2 separate regions of the Siniperca chuatsi genome follow, and region 2 is linked to region 1. A link is a contact called in public Hi-C data. All regions are on one chromosome and are shown on one strand. Each heading gives the region's core, a stretch centred on a gene start, on an enhancer-like site or on the middle of the called end of the contact. The rest is flanking DNA. Distances are from core to core; before and after follow the strand shown. Region 1 holds the start of fam43a (protein FAM43A). Region 2 holds the start of xxylt1 (xyloside xylosyltransferase 1).

Evidence for each region. A called contact is a pair of places that touch in the nucleus more often than the background predicts.
Region 2: a Hi-C map of liver shows a contact between it and region 1, with 3 times the contacts expected there. The contact joins the promoter of xxylt1 here to the promoter of fam43a in region 1. A contact is called at or near these places in 3 of 3 Hi-C or Micro-C datasets (liver, skeletal muscle and an unstated tissue).

What each region holds. Positions count from the first base shown.
Region 1 is chrLG6:14,280,122-14,284,778 of ASM2008510v1, forward strand. It overlaps fam43a (protein FAM43A), which reads left to right and starts at 2,520. Exons shown (of 2, transcript XM_044201109.1): 1 at 2,520-2,598; 2 at 2,717-4,523. The coding sequence starts at 2,750. The coding sequence ends at 3,787. lsg1 (large subunit GTPase 1 homolog) reads right to left here and starts at 1,374. Exons shown (of 14, transcript XM_044201105.1): 1 at 1,123-1,374; 2 at 423-549. The coding sequence starts at 1,221.
Region 2 is chrLG6:14,426,085-14,430,741 of ASM2008510v1, forward strand. It overlaps xxylt1 (xyloside xylosyltransferase 1), which reads right to left and starts at 2,524. Exons shown (of 5, transcript XM_044201116.1): 1 at 1,951-2,524; 2 at 645-1,285. The coding sequence starts at 1,181. LOC122878377 (serine/arginine-rich splicing factor 11-like) reads left to right here and starts at 3,761. Exons shown (of 12, transcript XM_044201111.1): 1 at 3,761-4,123. The coding sequence starts at 4,002.

The sequences.
Region 1 (4,657 bases), core at 1,270-3,769:
AATTAAGACTAAATATATTCGAACACTCTCAAAGCTGCTGCCCAAATTCCAACTTCCTCCAGAACACAAAAATGTATCTATGATCCTCTAGACAGTGAGGGTGAGGCACAACCAACAGTTCTCAATGATAAGAGTATTAAGACATGAGCAATAAGTCAATCTTATACATACGAAACAGAGTGGAATCCAGTAGATAGACACTGCAGCTGCATACAACACAGTACCAACAGGTACAACCCAAAATTTGCTTTGATACATTGTTTACATACAACAACCATGTAAGAGAACGGCATGTATTGAGGCTATGAGTACACCTTGCCATGCTTGCCAAGTAAAAATTATTGACAATCTTTGGCCACAACATACATGTACAACATACAACCCAAGAACTACATATATGAGTTAAATTAGGTATTACTTACCTGCAACAAACTCTGTTCCTGCCAATTCGGCAGTGGCCAGAAAGTCATCCATGGAACTCTGTTCTGTCACTGACTGCAGGTTCAGCCGTCCCCAGTCATAGCCATCATTCAGCTCACTGGTGTGGAGCTGCAAATGTGAAACAAGGGTCAAATAAGGCCTGCATTAATAACAACCCACACATTAGTCTAGGGTTATAGTGAGTACTTAAAAATCTGCAATACACACTGAGTGTCACATACTTTAACTCTGTTGAGTTGTGCCAAAATAGCTTTCATGGTAGTATCTTTTCCCATAATTGTCTTAGCATGCAAACATACTGTGGGTAATGATAGTAGTATGAACCAGCTCTAATAATCTGCAGATTGTGCGGTAAAAATAATGCTAATATATAATTAATCTCAATGCCGAATTTACAACAGGAACCTATTTATTACTATCATGTATTACATTATGTACTTAACGCCCCCAATATGCAAAGCAGCGACAAAATGACATTTTCTTAAGGGAGTTTGGTGTAAGCAACATACCATCCTTTCAGAACTATTGACAACTCTGCCGAACCCTACGTATAGTGAAGAAGTTGAGTGACAGTTCAAACAGGGCCAACAGTGAAGTTGAACTTAATACCATATTATGAACAGCGACCTCTATGATTTGTTTAAACAGGTTTAATATAAGCTAGTTGTTGCCATGTCTTACCCATGAGTCGCCCCTCTTGTTTCCTCGGCCTGCCTGGAGTCTCTCCTTTATCAGAGCTCTGCCCAGTCCTCCTCCTCCGCCTGCCTTCTTCTTACCCATACTAACTTCTGATGTTGTCACTTCACATAAAACACGGTAATATAATATATATATCGGAAAGGAGCAAAAACGTTAGCTATCACTAGCTACTGTGCCCCATGTGCACTCCGTTGTTGTCGTCGTAAGAACCGGAAGTGGGACAAACCAATCGAGTCTCATGTCCGGAAGAATAGACTTCAACTACTTAGAAATTAATATATTTAATTTAAGTAATTACGAATTGACATATCATATCTGAATAATCCATCCCTAAAAAACTCAACATAATATCTGCTTTATTGTAAGCATCTATAGTGACGTAGCTATGGTACGGTCCATTGTCTGTCCAGCTATCAAATGTGCCCTGAAGAAAATCGGACAGTGCCAATATTAGTTCCTTATGCCTACCTAGGGTCAGTTTTACAGTCAAATGAATATGAATACAGTCTTCATAAATATAGTTGTAAAGTACATTAAAATTCACAAATCAAAAGTTAGTATTGCCCAAAGTAACAAGTAAATCAGTTTCCATCATCACACAAACACAACAAACGCACTTCTGATATCAACCAAACGATGGCAGCATAACACAGCAGTGTCAAAATGACTCTCCTACCTTCCACATATACCAAAATGATGAACTGACTGAAATTGTAAATATTTGACTATATATTACTTTATATTATATTTCTCAATTTGACATAAAATCAATGCCTTTCATTCTCATCACTTTATGGTTTTTATTGTTAAAATTGCGTTTAAGTGAGATACAAAAGATTGTTGATGGTGATTGTGTTGGTTTCATCTCAGAAGGAGGATACACTTCAAATGTCAGGTTGAATTTTTAGAAAATATATTAAAGGGGACATTGCTTATCTTAAATTATGCTTAAGACGTTAAAATAACGGTAATTGTAAATGTATACGGACTTTGTTACTTTGCACTCAGTGGTGATTTTATATTTTCATTTTAAAAAAATATATTTCTTATGTTTTTATCTATTGTAATATCACTATAATGGTCAAGGAATGGTAATAAAGTTACGCTACTAAATCATTGTGTAACTGTTGCATTCAGCTAATTTGTCAATGTTTGTGCCTGTAATCGTTTTTATTTCATTTATTTTCAAATCATTAATATTAACTGTATACAAAATTATTCTGCAGCCATTTGGAAACAGCGGGCAAATGTGAAAGATTATATCGAGGAACACAGTCAACACAAACCAACAGGTCTATTCTCATTTGGTTCAGTCCCCCCTACAGTCACATTCAAATGGTTTCTTCCTGTATATAATCCGTGAAGCTTGTCTCTGCACAGCAGACTGTATTGTGCACATTGAGAGAGGACGGCGAACACCACAATGGACCAGCACACTTTAGAGGATGAACAGATGAAGTACAGTGTCTTTGCGTTCAGTTCTCATAGAGTAGCTTATAAATGACCTAACAGGGCAATAAACACTTCTAGGATTTAGTAGTAATACAAAGTTTTTTTTTCCTTCCTCTCTCAGTAGACTTTGTTGCTGTTGACTGGAAACAGCAATAAAATGCTGCCTTGGAAGAAGAATAAGTTCGACCTGATTGAGGAAGACAAGCAGTCCAAGCAGAAGGGTTATGTGAGTCTCAACTACTCTGCGCTCACCTCCTTCGCCAAGTCCTGCCCCGAGAGCGCGCTCAACAGGGTGGGCAGCATGTTCAAGTCAAAGAGGAAAAAGGTGAAGATCACCAGCGAGGACCCCACATATACGGTGCTCTACCTGGGGAATGCCACCACCATTCAGTCCAAAGGGGACGGCTGCACGGACGTAGCGGTGAGCAAGATCTGGGGCAAAAGCGAAATGGGCAAGAACGGCACCAAGATGAGACTGACCATCAGCTCGCAGGGCATCCGGATGGTGCATGTGGACGACAAGGTCAGGAGGCCGGGACACTTGTACTTGCTGCACCGGATAACCTACTGCGTCGCGGACCCGAGGCTACCCAAGATTTTCGCCTGGATTTACAGGCACGAAATGAAGCACAAGGCCGTGATGCTGCGCTGCCACGCAGTGCTGGTGTCCAAGCCGGAGAAGGCAAAGGCAATGGCGCTGCTGCTGTACCAGACCTCGGCCACGGCCCTGGCTGAGTTCAAAAGACTAAAACGGAGGGACGATGCCAGGCACCAGCAGCAGCAGCTCATAGGGGAACAAACCATCCCGTTGGTCCCCCTCAGGAAGCTGCTGAACGGACAGTGTTACTACAAACCCCCGGTGGAGCGCAGCCGGAGCGCGCCCAAGCTGGGCTCTATCACAGAGGACTTGGTCGGGGAGGAGGAGGAGGAGAAAGCGATGCACTTTGAGTGTGAGGACATTCTAGACACGGACGATGATTGTGTAGCCAACGGTAAACAGGAGTTGACTCAGATTATTAATGATTTAGGAGAGATGAGCATAGGAAACGATGTGCAGACACTGAAAGCTGATCTCAGAGTCACCAGACTTCTCTCTGGAGAGAGCACGGGGAGCGAATCCTCCATAGAGAGCAACCAGGAGCCCCCTGCGCTCATTAATGGCTTTGAGGAGGTAAAGGTGCAGGAAATTGCCTGAATAATTTAGGCATTTCTGGGCGCCTCTGACGCATTGTTTTGTTGAACACAAGAAACATTTCCTCTGTGGGCAACCTTGTGTTGCAGAGTCTTTGTCTAATATGTGCCTCCACGAATAATTGAGAGGATCCAGAAAAGATCTGGGACAATTACCGCACATTGACACACAATTGGGCTACTGAAAGATATTTTAAGATGTGTAAACACAGAGAAAAAAAGGAAAAACAAGTGCATGCCCATTTGAGAGATGACTGGTTGAACCGACAAAATCCCAGTGCGCCTTAGGACGCATGGCACTAATTCCATCTCTTTTATTTAAGAGGATTTGTTGTAGTCTGAAACTTGTTTACCTAAAGTTCTTTTCTCTCTCTTGAAAATGGCATCCAAAAAACATTCCGTTTTTAAAGCACGTTTTGCTTTTTTTCTAAGTGGTTCAGTGGGTCTAAACAGGCATCCTTACTTTTCCTGTCAGGGCGCTTTTCATTTATTTTATTTTGCACTGTTGTAGAATTCATTCAAGTATTATGTTGACTACGTGTACATAATGTTTGTGCTTATGTTGTCTGAAACATAAATGCCATATCTTTGCTGTGCAAAAGAAAAAACACCTTTATGTATTAAGATGTAAAGTAAGATGTTTTAAGTATAAATATGTTATTTTTTAAAGAAGAAAAAAATGTGGTTTGTTATGTGAACCTCATAGAATTATCAATAAAAAAGAAAGTGATATAAAGTCATTGAAGTTCATGTGTAGATTTGTGTTGGAAAAAGTAGGTCGTGATTTCTTTTTTATATGATTTACCTTGAGAGTCTCAAACTGAGGTCAGATTTGCACTGCTGAATAAAAGTCACATCGATGCAGGAAACAGAG
Region 2 (4,657 bases), core at 1,274-3,773, 150 kb after region 1:
ATGAGAATTTTGGGAGCTAAAAATTGGGTCACATGCCAAAAAAAGTAAAAGTAAAAAAAATAAAAAATTTAAAAAAAAAAAGTGTTAACCAAATGTAACATTATTTTGACCACACCCACCCAATGTTGGCAAAATACAGTCAGTAAAAATGGTGTGTTTAGGTGCTAAAATGTCTCTCCTAGTCAGAAGTTAACTTGTGAATGCCCTTTTACATTTGATTTAATGTGTTGAATGTTGAACTAACAAAACTAAATAAATCTGCATCCTCTGAGAAACGCTGACTCTGCTACTGGTCCGTCAGACAGCGTTGTGCAGTTAAAATACAAGACAGATGCAACAATAAACCAAATAGTCTAATAGACGTGCCTCTTGGGTGCTGGTAAAGTACAAAGATCTTAATACTAATACTAGTTTCCTTTTATCTGCCCTCACTTAGCTCAATAAATACATACTTTATAATGTAAAAAAAACTAGCCCACTATCTCAATAGCATTACTCAAGTGATTTCAGTGCACATCAAATGCAACTTTATTAGAAATGAAACCATCATTAAGTGAAACATTGTGAGGATTTCTTCTTCTCATCTTGAAATCAATAGATAACAGAGCTATGGTGTGGTGCAAACACATTTTAAGACTGCCTACCTCATACTTAAACGTTGCATCAAGGAGAAATTCCTGCAACATCTTCTCTCCCAGTTCTTTGCTGGCCTGGTCGCTCACAAAATGAAGAACCAACACCTCTCCTTCCAGGAAGTTTCCGTGCTTAACCATAGACAACATGGCCACCCTGAACTTGTCCTGCAGGCTCCGGCTCTTGTCCACCTTGGTGAACATCATGAGTGCGTGGTAGCGTTGGTCAGCAGCGTCACCGTCCCTTTTCCTGGACATGAATCCCTCGCTCTCTCCACCTACATCTCGCTCTTCCTCTCCTTGCTCCTCAGACCCAGCTGGGTGTGAGAGCCCAGTGTCCACAGTTAGGTCTGCATCGTTTCTGTTGGTGTTGTGGCTGGCCTGGGTGTGCTTGATCCTCTTTGTGGTGCTGGAGAAGTTCTGCCTCTCTGAGCCAAAGTAGTAAAAAGCTACAACAGCAAGTGCAGCAGCCAGGAGAAGCACAAACTGATAGGACCTGAAAGTACTGATCCTACCCATGATTCTGGCTACCAGTCTTAGGATGCCCATATCTCCCTGTTGGTGTCATGAGAATGGGGGTGTACATGGGAAAACATTCACCATTTTGTGTCCTTCCAGTTCATAGTTATTTTTTATAAGTTGCCAACATTTTCCTGTAAGAGAAAGAATGCTCATTTTAGTCCTTCTGGCATGTTACCTATACACCGACTTTAAAATAATTACAAGTATTTATTCAGTCACTGAATTTTAGCAAAAAAAGATTTAGTGTTGAAAACATTCCTTGTATTTTTTGTTAAACTGAAAAGAAAACTTCAAAACATCCTTTTTAAATGCTCCCCATACCAAACGGTTTGACATCCACAGCTTTATTACAATCCAAACTTCACTTTGAATAATTTCCTGTACTGGCCAACTCAGGTATAAACAAAACAGCCAATTTAATTGATATCATTTCAGCTGTGGGTAATCACCGCTTCTTCTCTCTTCCTACTATTACACTATCCCAATACATGCTTTTTTAACTAAGCAGTTTAAAGATGGAAATGGGGTGCTCCTTTTATGGTTGTTGTTTTTTATTCTATTCTAGTCATATTTTACATATTGTTTTTTAAGCATTGCCAATTACACTTTTGCCTCTCTATATATCATACATAATACTGGTTTCCCAGAGCTCTGCGGGCAGTGTTTTCATACATTTCGCGCCAGTGTTGCCCCGTACACACTGACGCCTACAAAGCTAAACTCCTGTTGTTACCATGCACATGCAAAAAATATAATTCACCTTAACAGAAAAAAGGGCAGAAGTGCATCTACTTGCCTGTCTCATGTCGCTGATCTCTGCAGTTCCATCCTGACAGCTTGTTCGGGGATTATACCGTCCTGAGTTACTGGATCCTCACGTTTTCGAAGCAATACAACATTAGCTAACGTTACACCGACATTTAACGACACCGTTTACGTTCATGGGAAGCCATACAATCAAAATATCTGCAGTAACAAACACTACAGCAACCTGTTGACATGCCAACTGGCAACGAGGATGCTAAGTTAGCAAGTAACGACTTAGCGCCTAGATGTGGGTCGTTGAGTTGCCCTCTAACGCTGTTTGTTTAACCCGAGCACAAAGCCAAGCACGGTTTGATTGTCTAAAATTACCGATGTATCTTTTCCATACATCTGTCGTTTTTAAACTATTACGGTGTTTGCATGGCTTTGTGATTTCGAAAGGAAAAACGGCACAAAAAAAGACCTTTTGGAGAAAGCACTAGCTAGCAGCCTAGCAACAAAATACTGTGACACAACCTTAACCACACCCACTTTGGGTACAGCCGTATTCCGAGCCATGCTGCCTTCAGGTACAGTTGGACAAAATGTCAGTTGTGATTTTGACATATGAAAGACTCAGAAATTATGAGACTTGGCTGTAAAGGAATTTAATGTTCATTTATTAATTTCTTTATTTTTAATTAACGATATTTCCCCCCCCGTTTGTGTTCATTTAAGATTCTACAGTTTGAATCACACTTTTAAATCGTGTCTGATAGATTCTACTCAGTATTTAGAATTACCAAAAACTTCATTTTGTATCCCAAACATTGTCTGAAAATAAATAGCTGTTCAGGTTGTTTCTTCTAACTGTTATAGTTAAAAACAGAAAAAACAATAACATAAACAATTGATCATATACTGCACATGATGCAGTATCATAGGTGGAAGTCAACTAAGTACATTTACTCAAATATTATACTTTATTTGACAGCTATAGTTATAGTATTTTACTAGAGCTAGACCGATAAACAGGCCGATATATCAGCCGATACTAGCTTATTGAAAATATATCAGTATTGGTGTATATGTCTGCCGCTAAGTAACAAGAAATTGCAGTAACGTTGTTCCCATAGACTGTAAAAAACAATAAATAATTCTTGGCTATTTATGCGCCATCCAGGCGAAAATTAGCGTGTCTACCCGGGTGTCATGTTTCTATCACTGCCAATCGGAGCTGGAGCCGATAAATAGCCGTGACTACTGCAAAGTAATTTGACCCGGGAATGAATGCTGATTGTACCCTTTCCCACTGAAGACAAAAGCCAGATGTTAGTGGGGGGTTTTGTCCAACGTGAAAGGGGCTAAAGTCACGATTCATAGAAAATCTAAGGGATTTGTATCAAAATTGTTTTTAATGTTATGTGTTTATGCAAAAAAAAAAAATAATCTGCTGACATTTCGTTATTGGATGTTTTAAACTCACAAATATTGACATCAGTATCAGCCTAAAAAAAAACAATATCAGTCAGGTTATAGATTTTACATATAAAACACAATATTATCTTTCGGGGGTGCCTGACTGTGTGGCAGCCCCATCACTCTAACACCTCTCCCCAACAACTGCATGTCTGTGAGTGTGTAAATAACAATGGAGTGAAAAAAAGTGTCATTTCCCCCAAGGGGATTAATAAACTGGTTATTCTTCTCCTAAGATATGATGCTAAGAGTATTTGTAAATGGGGATATTACTACTTTTACTTCGCTAAAGGATCTCATTACTTCTTTTCTCTTCTCCACTTGAATGGGACAATGCGTGTTTGCTGGGGTAAAATTCATAAGTACGAGCTTACAAACTGCACGTGAAAGCAGCATCGTTGCCTCACGACATTTTCGGCAGCGGCATTGTTGCGCTCTGCTCGCGGCCGTCGTGTGCTTGTCCGCAGCAAACGTTAAACACCGTTTATCTACAGGAAAGATGCTAGCTTTTGCATTCGCCTGATGTTGTTTTCCTCGTAAACGATACCTAGCTCGACTTTTTTTGTTTTAAATTCAGGCACGTTGCTAGCATAAAGCGAGCTAGCTTGATTAGCTCTCGCGAACATGAATTCCAACACGCACGTCATTCAGGTGACAAATGTCTCCCCGAGCACAACATCCGAACAAATGAGGACTCTGTTTGGATTCCTCGGAAACATAGAAGAGCTCAAACTGTTTCCACCTGAGTGAGTATCCTGAACTATTAACCTAATAGGTAAAACGTTGTCTTACCTAGCTTACGCGGCTCACGCTAGGCTCCTCTTGAGGCCTGTAGGGTCGAGTAGGCCTCACTGCACAACATGCGAATGCTAGTGTTTGCCCGCGCCTTAAGTGAATGCAGCAGCAGTCAGTCCCCCCTAACGTTACCGCATGACCAACATATATTGATATTTTTTCCTTTTCTCGTGTGTTTACGTGAGTGATTTAGCACAGATTAAAATTCCCTCTTTTTTCATAGACGCCGGGATGTAATTCAAGTTTCCGAAACAGTTAATCGACTAATCGTTTGACAGAACATTAATCGGTTAAACTTTGGTAATCTGCTAATTGACTCCGTTAAAAAGAATAAATACTAGGTCTTCAACTAAAGATTGTTTATCGTCTGTTAATCTGTCAATAATTTTTGACGAATTGTTTGGCCCATCACAAGCTCCAAGGTGAGGTCTTTGAATTACTTGTTTTGTCTGACAAACCGTCAAAACCCCAAAGATTTAAGTTCA